2 separate regions of the Zea mays genome follow, and region 1 is linked to region 2. A link is a contact called in public Hi-C data. All regions are on one chromosome and are shown on one strand. Each heading gives the region's core, a stretch centred on a gene start, on an enhancer-like site or on the middle of the called end of the contact. The rest is flanking DNA. Distances are from core to core; before and after follow the strand shown.

Region 1 (6,178 bases), core at 2,505-5,004, 250 kb before region 2:
TTATGTTAGTGTTTTTTCATACGAGGTCATTTAAAAAAAGGAACAATTGGATCTATACCATTAAAAGATCTAAACTTTAGATATATACCATGGACCCCACATGTCATTGACTCATGTGGACCCACATGTAAGTGAGATAGTAATGGTATGGATCCAAAGTGGTGATCTTTTAATGGTATGGATCCAAATTTCCCTTAAAAAAACTCAAAAAATTAGGATAAAAATGATTTTTGTGGCATTATTGTAAAGGAATCGTACATAGAAATATGATTTCTATAGACGGCTTTCTTAAGAAATCATAACTAGAAATAACACTGACTCTTGATATATCGAAACCGTCCGTAAAAATTAAATCTCACCGTAATGCTTAGAGTTGTCTTTTTTTCTACTAGCGTCGATCATCGTCATCGTTCGACGGCAAAGTCGGCAGAAAAGCGCTCCGCCTCCGCGGCAAGTCGACAGGGGATGATGCAATCATGCAAGGGAAGGCACAAGAGCTGTCGGAAAGGAGAGGAAAGACCAGCCCCTAGCTTGCTGCTTCTTTCTCATCACACGCTAGCTGAAGCCAGCACACCGCGCGTGCCCATCCCGCAGCTGACGTGCTGTGCCTGTGTACGTTGTCCGCAGCGCAGCTCGAGCTAGCTGCATGCGCCTGGGTCTGCTCTGCTGCTACGTGAGGTGGTGGCCGGGGTGGACGGCGCGCGACGATCGCATGCAATGCAACGCTGTACTCGTCGGCCCGGACGATCCAGCCTGGCATTGCCGCAACGCAACCAACGGAAGGGGAGCGCGACCACCGGACGGACCACGCCACGACATTCGAGGCGAGCGCATAGTGTCGTCGTCGTCGTCCCGTGCGGTTTGGCCGGACGGACTTCTCTGCTGGTGACAACACACGGTGATCGGGCATGAATATGTTCTGTAGACTCACTCTACTACTGTGCAGTAGCTCTATAGGCAGGCAGCGCCTAACACAGTACTGCTCCTCTATTCATAGACTCCACACAGTTGACACGCACACGCATACTCGTACACAGTACAACGGCCTATATATGGACGGTGGCGCGCGGCAGCGGCAAGGACGAGCCGGCCGGTCGTCACGCGTCACTGTCCGATTCTGTTTGCAAGCTGGTGCTCGGAGGCGGTGTTACTTGAGCTTGAGCGCGTGCTCTGCTCGGCTGGGTTTTCTCTCCGCACTGCAGCAGCGTCGTCCGCCGTTCCAGCCTTGCACTGCACCTCGGCCGGCGGCCGGCCAGCGTCCCTGGCGACTAGGAGGACGACAGACAGCAGGACCCATGCATATCCGTCCATCTAGGCCACTGGACACCTGCTGGCAACAAGACACAGAGAGGGCACAGGCCGGGTCCAGCTCCAGTGGCCGAGGAAGGAACCGGCCGGAACATCTCGCATGCATGCGCGCCCGCCGCCCTGTCCCGCACCCGCAGTCGTCTCTACTACTACTCTCCAACGCACGCACGTTTTACATGGCCGGACGAGAGCGACTGCCGACTGAGCGAGCGAGCCCCACGTACGTACTACGTGAGTTGTGACTGGTCGGCGGGTTCGCCGGTCAGGCTGGCGGGGTGGCCAGGCCAGTAGAGGCGGCAGGCGGGCCTCCGAGGGCCTGTCCCGTTGCGCATGCAGATACGACACGGTGCCGGTCCGTGCGACCCCGCGGGCGCACTACGCTACGGGTGGGTGATTGGAGATTGGCCGGGCCTGGCGCGGAGCGAAAGGAAATGCCACCACCAGTCCACCCCCAGCAACCCCCGGCAGCCCCACCCGACAGGCGCATACTAGTCGGCTAGTTGCGCGATTAATTAGGCCAGGACAGCCAGGCATTCGTCCGCGCTGATGGGGCCGCCATGCACGAGACGAGGCTCCCAGTCCCAGAGAGAGGCGCGAGCTGGGTTGGACTAGCTAGCTAGTGCCGGGGTCGGGCTCGGCGTTGGAAGCTGGACCACTCCGCACTGTCACGACCTAACCTGGTCGCTCTCGCCATCAAATCAAAATCCCACACATTTTCTCCCAGACGGCCAGACCCTTTCTTCGCGCACCCCCACTTGACCCCCCCGGCGAGACCGGCACGACGCGCCCCCCGGTGCTCACCGACGCCATGCAGCTCACCGGCGTGGCCGTGCCAAGCGCTTTATATAACCTTTATTACTTCGCTGCTGCCTGCTTGCCTTCGTCAAATCGTCCTAGCTTATAAAAAAGACTGAAAGATCCCAAGTCATGAGAAGTGTTATAAGAGAAATAAAAGCTCATCATTTCGAACTATAACAATAACACTAACTAGCAGTCTAGCAGGACCCACTTTTTCTGAATATTACCCCTCGGTTCTTTTTCGATGTCACGTTATTTTGCTCTAAATTAACTATTTGCATCTTTACCCATCATTTAAATAAAATATAGTTTCATGACACATAAGTCATATATGTCATAAAAATCACACAATCATATTTGATGAGTGACTCGTACAATCTATTTAGGTTAATAATTGTATTCTTACTACCTTATGTGTACTTACTCGCTTCCATCTCCTCTTTCTCGACACAACGTTGTTCCAAGCGGCTCCGGTTACTCCGCTATCGTTTCATTTCCCTCTCTCTAAGTCGGTGCATGTTCCCTCTCCCCATGTCCCCTCCCTTCCATGTCTCTATCCTTCCCGCAACTGTAGTGGATCCTCTCATTTTCTTTCCAGTCATCCCTATCCCAGTTAACTTCATAGCATAGGTGGACTTATACTCTGCCACCTCTTCGTCCAGCGCGACCTCGCGTGCGCTGGTGGGCGTGAATGAGGGGAGGAACAAGAACAACGTTGATATTAGGGCCAAGAGCATGCAGGACGGCGCGGATGTCCCCATCGAGCCAAGAGAGTGGTGGGGTCATCGGGACGCGTCACTAGGCTAGGGACGTCGCGAGGCGGACGGGCGACCCGACGACATGGCGGTTCTATTGTCGCCGTGGGAGAGAGGGAGCCGGGATGGGGAGTGTTGGACCACGTATTAATTATTAATAAATATAACGTTTTATTGCAAAAGTGTTGAAGCACGACAACAGTGGAAACTGGTTCTTTTTATTGTAGTAAATCTAAAAACACAAGTTTTATGTTATTAATATATTTATTTTTAAAACCAATGATTAAAGTTAGAAATATTTCATTCTGCATAAAACCAATACGTGTAAAAATGGAGAGAGAAGAGAGTATGTTGGAATGTATGTGGTTTTCTGCAATATTTGTCGAAAGAACATATATAGTTCATAGGTTACCCAACGTCTGATTTTCTACAATATTATTTGTTAAAAGAGTATGTGAACTACTCCTTCTAGATCTAAATTATAAGTTGTTCTAGACAAGATTTAAATTAACTACAAATAACCATTTTGTTATTTAGTGTCGAAATCTAATAGTCATATGCATCGATTTGTCTCAAAAAGTATTTTTACAAAGCTATAAATGTAATAAGAGTTTATTTATATTTTAACAAAAACTATTAGATAAATCTTTATTTTAAGACCGTGTCGCTGATTTAAATGACTTACAATCTGTATCTGGAAAATGCTGGCGTACATTGCAAGGGCCCTGACTGTGGAAGTATTATTATGGCAGTACAGAAATAATACTTCCACCACCATCAAAATAAGAAAGGCAATAAAAAAGGGTGCTTTTGTTGCAGTGGGTGAATCCAACGTGGAAACTGATTTTAGGGACCGAACGAAGGCCTACGACACCACTGGTCAGTGGTCACACACAAATCAGGATTGGTAGAGCCCATCTCTGCGCCCTGCCTTGCTGGCTCTGACCTCTCCCTCCCTTCCCCTTCCTCGATTGTTCCTCCCCCTTCTTTTATTAGGGTTTTTTTTGTCTCCTTAGATTTGCGCCTGTTCTCACCTGTGCGCATACTAGTCTCTGCATCAGAGAGTAGAGACCTCGGAGCCGATCTTCAACACGCAGATTGGGCAGAGCTGCCTGCCGGAGGGAGAGTGGAGAGAGAGAGAGAGAGAGAGAGAGAGAGAGCTCAAGGGGGGCAAAAGGAGTTTTTTTTTATCCAGCTTGTTAGCTTGATTCTCTTTGATCCGGGAGAGCAGCCGCCAGTCCAACTAATCCTAGCTATTGGTGTGCCGGGGCTTTGATTGTTCTCCAGATCCGAGCCACCTGCTGGGTGGACTCCAGGAATCCGAGCACGAAGTTGACAGGGGAGTTCTCAGGGAAAAGGTGAGCCCTTTTTCTTCTCCCTCCCCATCCGTCCACCGTTGCTAAACTGTCCGACCGCCACTGGAGTAATCGTGTAGTCTTAGGTCCGACTGTTAAGCTTCAAATTCAACTGTCGCCTCTTGTCCCTTGATCTGTTTCTGCCGCCTACACTGGACGACGCTTGATGCATACGAGATGATGAGTTGGCCGCAAGTTTTCTTGGATCCCAGCATACGATACGATCCACCAGCTTAACCGCATACAAAAATTATTGCCTTTTTTTAAAACTCGTTTTGATTTGATTGCATCTGTTGTTTTAGTTGCGCAGGGGAGGAAGGAAGAGCCTGAAAGGGCGGTGCGGAGAGAAAGACTATAAGAGCGACCTGGGTCCCTTGAGGATGCCGTCAAGAAACCGCGTGGAGAGGAGGGCGATGAGATGAGGGATGCTGGCCGCGGTGATGGACTATTTCAGCTCCTGCTGGGGCCCGCGATCGGGTGACGGGCACAGGGGGAAGGGCCCCGACGCCGCCGGCCGGCAGGACGGTCTCCTCTGGTACAAGGACGCCGGTCAGCTCGTCACTGGGGAGTTCTCCATGGCCGTGGTGCAGGCCAACCAGCTGCTTGAGGACCAGAGCCAAGTGGAGTCCGGATCGCTCTCCCTGGCTGACCCGGGCCCGCAGGGCACCTTCGTCGGCGTCTATGATGGCCATGGCGGTCCTGAGACGTCCCGGTTCATCAATGACCACCTCTTCAACCATCTCAGAAGTAAGGACTCGATATGTCAAAGTTACTTATGATTCCTCTTCTTTTAGCTGCTTAGAGGTACTAATGATGAAGCAATTATCAAGTCCCAACTTTTTCTTGTGTTGCTTTGATTACGGGTAGCATTTCTATGACTACTAGCATGATGCTGATGCTGACTCTGTCTCAAAAGGTGTCTTTGTACTTATTGCCTTCAGAATTGAAATGATAATTGTTTTGGTAGATCTGATTGGTAAACTTGCATATGATGATCGGGATAGGATGGCAGTTGGAATTGTATTAAGGTTATCCCAGAAAAATAAAACACTGATTTATTTAATTATCTAACTTGGTTCTGATATACTGTCTTGACTCTGTATGTAACATTACTTACTCTTAGCTTTCTTAATCTGTTTGATGTATTAAAACTATTTAGTGTTTTCCAGGGTTTGCAACTGAGCACAAGTTTATGTCAGCGGACGTGATCCGGAAAGCTTTCCAAGCAACTGAGGAGGGCTTTCTTTCTCTAGTCAGCAAGGAATGGTCTTTGAAGCCTCAGATTGCTTCAGTGGGCTCCTGCTGCCTTGTTGGTGTAATCTGTGCTGGGACTCTCTATGTTGCAAACCTGGGTGACTCACGTGCAGTTCTTGGAAGGCTTGTTAAGGCAACTGGAGAGGTCGTGGCCATGCAGTTGTCATCGGAGCACAATGCGTGCTATGAGGAAGTTAGACAAGAACTGCAGTCATCACATCCTGACGATCCACATATTGTGGTTCTCAAACACAATGTTTGGCGAGTGAAGGGTCTCATCCAGGTAGACAAAAATATGTACTCTGGATCAGGTTGCTAATTTTTTACTCTATGGTGTACACACGTCTAGCCAATTAGTCTTTGATTTTTTTTGAACTTTTGATGTCATCTATTGCTCTCGTCATAATCCCACTTTCCTCTTTGTGGGGAACCGATAATGACTTTCATATATGCATTATTTCTCACAAGTTAGGTATCAGGTAAGTTCTCATTCCTAGAGCTAAAGTTGTCTGCACGATTTATAGTTATGTCATCGTAGGGTCCATCATCAGCTGTCAATAATCAGTGTGATTCTTGTCATATATCTCAAAATTTCTGTGGATGCTAAGATGTAACTTGTGGTGCAATATAATATGCCACTCACTACCACTCCTCCCCCTTAACCCTCATTGTTCAGCCTTTCATTTTAATGAAAGGTGAAGGTGAGTG
Region 2 (6,555 bases), core at 2,723-5,222:
AGAGAAAGAAGTAAGTCGCAAGCGAGGATTAAACACAAAAAAAATGCGGGTGATTTGTTTCGTGAGTTTCGGTTCCAAAGAACTTACTCTTCGTTGAGGATTCCATAAAGGACGTATCTATTTCAACCATTTTCCTCTCTCAAACGGTCACCAAAACCATTGAGCAGTTCATAGAATGTGAAGTGCATTGAACTTAGAGTCTAAGGATACAACACCTCAAAAGAATACGTAAAATACTCCTACAAGACTTACAAATAATAAGCTCAAGTCTAAGACACAAGACCAAAAGAGCCCCAAAAAGATAGAAGATTTAAGAAGTGAGCTATTAGCTGCCGCACCAGTGACTTGTGTCTTCAATATGCTAGTTGGGAGTATTTATAGCAACCACCCCACATAGTCGATGGAGCTAAGTGAAGAAATTCGCACGTTTATGTGTCACACCAGACCGTGAATAGTGTCGATCCGGACGCGCACCGGATCCCTATCAGTTTGTTGCTGACATGTGCATCAGACCATCACCACATCAGCAGAGCCATTAGAGAAGCAGTTGACTGTTGAACCTGTTAAACAGTCTGGTAACTCATCGGACAGGTCTGACCCACCAACCTATAATTAGCCCCAAAAAAAACTCTCTGGAACTTCGGTTTGACGACCCACCGGTCCGGTTCAGTGCTCCAGACGCCTTGCGATTGCAGAACCCTCTGCGCACTCGGTCCGGTGCACCTCTGTATAGAACAACTTGGGCAAACTTTGGCATATCTTCTTCAAACGAGTTTAGATGTACTTAGAGTGTTTCTATTACTTAAACAAATATATTTAGTGACTTTTTAACTAGTCTAATTGATAAAACATTGTTGTTTAATTTTCTTCAACTCATATTCCTGCTGTAGCTCAAAATCGTCCCAAAAGAGTGAAATGTTGAAACTGAAATATTGCTAGTTTTTAGGGGTATTTAGAAGTTTATCCAAACTATAGAACTATTGGTGGTTTATCTATTATAAGTTTTATCCTTTTTTGGTTTAATTTAAGTTGATTATGACTTGAAAACTGAATTGTTCAATTTATGAAGATGTGAATTAAAACTTAGATAAACTACTCGGTCCGAATAACTTTGATGTTCATCAAACACAAAAATCGATATATAAAATGGTTTAGAGTCATTTCACTAACGGTATAGACAGACCCGTGCTAAAAAAAAGAGAGAGACAAGATTAGGAGGAGCATCAAATTCAATTGGAAATAGTATCCGAACTCGTGAAAGTAGTAGCATAGGTCCAGTAGCCCGACATAAACCTGCAAACGTCGTTCTTTTTGCTCTCCCTGCACATGCCACCGCCCTTCCTCTGACAGCGACCGATCCTGCACGCCGCTGACACGATGCGATACAGGCCCCACCACCCGCACCCATTGCCACGCCGCACCTAGAGTCCTACACGCCCGTCCGTCCCCACTGCCCCGTGCCCCCAACGGATATTTTCTCCGCTCCTCTCCTCGTATCCACCCGTCCCTACTGCCTGATCGGACTAGTGGCGCGCGCGGGAGGGGCCACGATCCACGACCGCGCGGAGAAAGGAAAGCAAAGCAAAGCAAAGCCAGCTTTTTCCGACCCTGCGTGGTGCAGAAAAGAAAACGGTGGCGCGCATCGCATCGGCCTCCGTGACGCGCTCACGTGCCCGGCTTGTCCGCATCCCCTTCTTTTGTGTTTGGTTTTCAGGAATAAAATAATTCTAGGTGAAATATTAGTGTGGCATTTTAGTAGGTAAAGGCTCGTACACAAATTTATTCTATTAGGAAATATAGGGTCTTGATCAAGGTTTAACTCGCACGCGCAGGTCAGATGGCTTCAAGCTCGAGATCGTCAATAGATAAAATATTAAGATCGTTGGATGCAAAAGAGTGTCATCCCATCCCACTTAACAGATGGTCCCACGGAACCATCCCTATCTCTCAACCTACTGCTCCAAATGTAAACAACATTTCAGATCCGATCTCGGGCCCCAGTTGCCATAGAGGACGAGATAGCTCGTGACACCCAGACACGCCGCTCTTTCTCTCGCAACTTGCAAGCTGGACCACCACTCGCAACTTGCAGATAATCTAAAGTTTTTCGCCCCTTTTTCACCGGGGCCGGCCCGTGGAAAACGGAACAAGGGTAGCAGATCTCACCAAGCATAAAAGCAAGCAGGTAATAACAATTAGGTTAGAGAGTTCAATTCCAATGTACTCTTAGCAGACAAAACATGGCTTATGATGATGATAGATTATAGATGGATCTCCACGATCAAGCAAATTTAAATCCCGACCTCGTCCCCAACGGAATAATCCGTCCACCAGAAAAACAAAAAAAAATAAAAGTGAAAGCTACGAAGAAGAATGGGGACAAGGAAAAAAAAAGAGTAAACGAGACAAGCATGGTTCCTAGTAGTATCTTCTTCTTCTCTAACAGATGAAGTTTTCACTTGTTCAAGTCGCCGAGTAGCTCGCTCTTCTTACCTCTGCTGCTGCTTCTGCCAGGTTATTTCTCTTAAAACACTATTTGGCCTCCTCCTCGGTGGATGCGGCGGCGGGCGGCTTGCGGAGGAGCACCATGTGCATGGGCGTGAAGATGCCGGTCTCGCCGCCGCGGGTGAGGTGCTGCGCGGTCTCGTACAGCATCTCGTGCACCTCGGAGACGCCCTTGGGCGCGATCCGGAGCAGGGTGAGCACGCGGACGACGATGGAGTTGCGCCAGTAGGCGATGCGGCCCATCTTGAGGCGCGTCCACCAGGGCAGCGCGGGGGGCAGCGCCAGGTCCTGCTCCTTGAGCACCTCGAAGCCGGCCTCCTTGGCGATGGCCGCGATCTCGTCCTGGCGGCGGAGCCCCGGGAGCGCGTCGCCGCGCTCGATGCCGTGGACGCACTCGACGTGGCCCGGGTCCTCGGCGTGGTACAGCGGGGTGGTGACCCACTCGTAGGAGACGTAGAGGCGCCCCGGCTTGAGCACGCGGTAGACCTCGCCGTAGACGTCCTGCAGCCTGGGCGCGTGGCAGGTGGCCTCGATGGAGTAGGCGCCGTCGAAGGACGCGTCCGGGAAGGGCATGGAGAGGAAGTTGCCGCAGACGACCTCGCAGCGGGGGGAGTCGAGGCCGGCCTTGCGGTTGTGCGCGCGGGCGCGCTTCACCTGGTACTCGTTGATGGTGATGCCGACGACGTCGGACCCCGAGTGCGCGGCGATGGCGCGCATGGGCCCGCCGACGCCGCAGCCCACGTCGAGGAGGCGGTGGCCCGGCCGGGCGCCGAGGAGGTCGGCCACGCGCTCCTCGTGGACGCGCGTGGCGTCGCGGTGGGAGCGGCCGGGCAGGGACGGCGAGAAGTGGAACGACTGGCCCCAGCCCCACTCGTAGATGTCGGTCACCAGGTTGTAGAAGGTGTCCACGAAGGCCGGCACCTTCTCCGCCGACGCCGCCGTGGTGGCCGTCTCCTTGGGGCGGCGGAAGAAGGACCAGTACTGGGTGTACTTGTCCTGCACCTTGTCCCGCGTGATGGATCCCATCTTGAGATCCACCGCCCGCTTGCCCTTCACCTCCGCCGCGCCCATCACCCACACGAACCAGTACACCAGCCCCGCCCCGACCACCGCCGCCGTCCACGCCATCGTCGCCGCCTCCATTCCAATTTCCAACCCGAGGAAGGGGGACGAGGAGGAGGAGGAGGAGGAGAGGGAGAAGAGGAGATGAACAGGAGGACGTCGGGGGATTTGGCTGGGCTCTAGGAGGATATAGCAAGCGGGGCAGAGCGCGCGTGAGCAAGGTGATTTTTTTTTTTGGTACTACTGTATACTAGTAAAGTAATAGCGCTGAGTGCGGCGCAGATGAGGGGTGCTGAGAGCCTGCGATCTGATCGGACGGCTGCGCCGAGACCAGTGCGGATGCGTCAGGGGACGCGCGGCCCGCACCCCGCAGGGTTTGCGGCTGCCGAGTTATTTTTTTATGAGATGAAGGGTCGTGGCCGTGCCGTGCCAAGATGCGCGTGCGATGGAGAGGGAGGTGGAAGAAACGAGGAGGGAGGAAAGTTTGGGGGCGGTGGGCTCCAGCCAGCCAGATTGTTTTCGGCACGGGGCGCCGGGGCCACGACGCGGGCGCTCGGCTCAGCTCGGCTAGCTCGCTGGCAGTCTGATGAGACCCGGTTGGCATGGACAGCCTGCCATGTGTGCCGTACGTGGGCCTTGGTCCTTTCGTCGACCCCGCCGGCCGCCGCCTCCACTCCACGCACAGTTGCCTTCGCCTATCTCTTTCTTCACCTCCCGCTCGCGTCGCTTCAGATAATGTTTCTTTGAGAGAAAAAGGTTGCTGACAAACCGCATGCGTCCTGCGGTGGTGAGTGAGTGGTCGTCTCATCCTTGACTAGACGATCGAATTCGTTGCAGGCGGCGACTGGACAAAGATCGAGAGGAACGCAACAAGTGCTGTATACAAGTATTTACAAGTTATAACCAGCCATATACAGACAACGCATAGTTGGATAGTTACGTATTAGGCAGCTTATATATACACATAATTATATTCAAATTTTACTATGTAAACAGTATAGCTTATAATGCAAAACTAGTTTTAATAAACTATGAATATAAGCGTGGATAATCATCTATAAGACCAATTGTGTTATGACTTGGTTTCTCTTCCAAGTGTTGTAAACAAGTATTTACAAGCCATAATCATAACTTCTCTGTAAAATAGCCATCTACAAACAAAAGATAGTTGGATGCTTACGTGTTAGACTATCTAACAACAGCTTATATATACACATACCTATATTCAAACTTTACTACGTAAACGGTACAGTCTGCAATGTAAAACTGTACAAAACGGTAGTTTTAGGTAAACTATGGGCTACAGACGATCTTACGTTGCGAGCTCATGCGCACTAGCTACAAATCCAAACTACATTGATGCAAAAATATGAGGGGTGTGTTTATACTTGCTAGTATCCATGTTGCAGCACTGCTGGCGCCAGGCAACCTTACATGGAGGCCAGCCAATCAGGCTTTTTTTTACTCACATCAATTATGCTACCAGCCAGTACATGCGCCATGTGCACACAATCAGTTTGTTTCCCTCAAGCCAGGTTACATGCAGTTGTTGTGTTGTTCTAGCCAAAACCTAGCTGCCAATTGGCACAGTGTGAGCTAAGACCAAATGAAATTGATTTTATTCTCGTTTTCACCCGAAGGGGCTAAGGTCCCGCTTGGAGGACTGGAGATTCTAAAAAAAATCTATATTATCTAAGCTGAAGTGGATTATATATGAGATTCTAGGATTCAAACGGACCTAAGGTTTGATTTGGTGACAAGGGGATCCCGGGAGGATTAGAGGGAATTGAGGGGGAAATGAACTAATTTTCTCCTCAATCCCCTCCGATACTCCCGGGTCACCAAATCAGCTCTAAAGGTGTGGTCTAATAATTGCCTATACCATTCGTATTATCGTAAGCCATACTAGTTGTTTTTTCCCTAGCAACCTTCCTCGTGAGATCAATGGAGGACTTCAACTTTTATGGTATATATACAACAACGCAGGCTCACTGGCTTCTTTCGGTTTAATATGTCAAGACCCACTTTCCTTCTCCCATTTTTTTTATTTTGTCCTTACTAAAAGAGTAACTTACTCCCTCCGTTTATTTTATTAGTCGCGTTTAATTTAAAAATAAATTAGCGGACGATAACTATTCGATAACGGAGGTAGTACTTTTGTGCCTTGTTGATTGCTGGTTCATTAAAGCGTCATTAGACCTTCGAGGTAGCAAAAGCTTGGTGTTGTAAAAGCAGCTCCAATAGTTATATAAATTTTAGCTCTCTACTAGCATCTTCAAGGAACTTTTTATTTTTAACTCTTTGTTTGACTCTCAGTTTACCTCTCCATAAAGATTAAACTCTATATATACATATCATTCTAACAGACTCTCCAACATGCAAGTTAATTTGGCTAGCCAGAGTGGCTATTCAAATTTGGCTAGTGAGGGAGCCAATTTGGACAGCTGGATGACTTAGTGAGTTGAATGGCTAGTCTGTTGGAAAGTAATTTTGCTATTAAAAAGTTAAGCTTTGGTTTGACGAGTCATTTAGCTAGTCTTTTGAAGATAAAGCACATATTTATAAAATTGCTAACTAAATTTGAGAGTCTAAAATTGTGAGGTTTCCAAAAACTCTCTAAATATAGGTTGTAGTTTTGTTTTAATCTGTCGGTACGTAAAGATTGGCAATGAAAGTGTGTGAAGACAGTGGCATATGATGGAGAAAATCAAGGTGTGGCTCAAACAGTGGCACAAGGAAATTCATAGTGTAAATGAAAACAAAAGTACCATATTTATACTATACTTAAAGCACCAGTTTCAACGATCGTCACACGTCATCTTTTTATAAATAACCCCTCACAGTTATTTCAAATTAATCCGTTGCACGCCTATATATGGCTAAACAGCGGCCCAGCATGGGCCATACGCTCGTGGGCCACAACTCTGGCCCATGCACGACATGTCGGTCTGCTGACTGTGATGGGTCAGTCTGTCGAACCATTTGATT

The links. A called contact is a pair of places that touch in the nucleus more often than the background predicts.
Region 1: a contact with region 2 is called in a Hi-C map of leaf, with 7 times the contacts expected there. The contact joins the promoter of LOC100286089 here to the promoter of LOC100192647 in region 2. A contact is called at or near these places in 3 of 25 Hi-C or Micro-C datasets (ear and leaf).

The regions. Positions count from the first base shown.
Region 1 is chr1:8,224,263-8,230,440 of Zm-B73-REFERENCE-NAM-5.0, reverse strand. It overlaps LOC100286089, which reads left to right and starts at 3,754. Exons shown (of 5, transcript NM_001414391.1): 1 at 3,754-4,219; 2 at 4,527-4,963; 3 at 5,386-5,753. The coding sequence starts at 4,642.
Region 2 is chr1:7,978,777-7,985,331 of Zm-B73-REFERENCE-NAM-5.0, reverse strand. It overlaps LOC100192647 (sterol methyl transferase 2), which reads right to left and starts at 3,972. Exons shown (of 1, transcript NM_001137859.2): 1 at 2,223-3,972. The coding sequence starts at 3,648. The coding sequence ends at 2,533.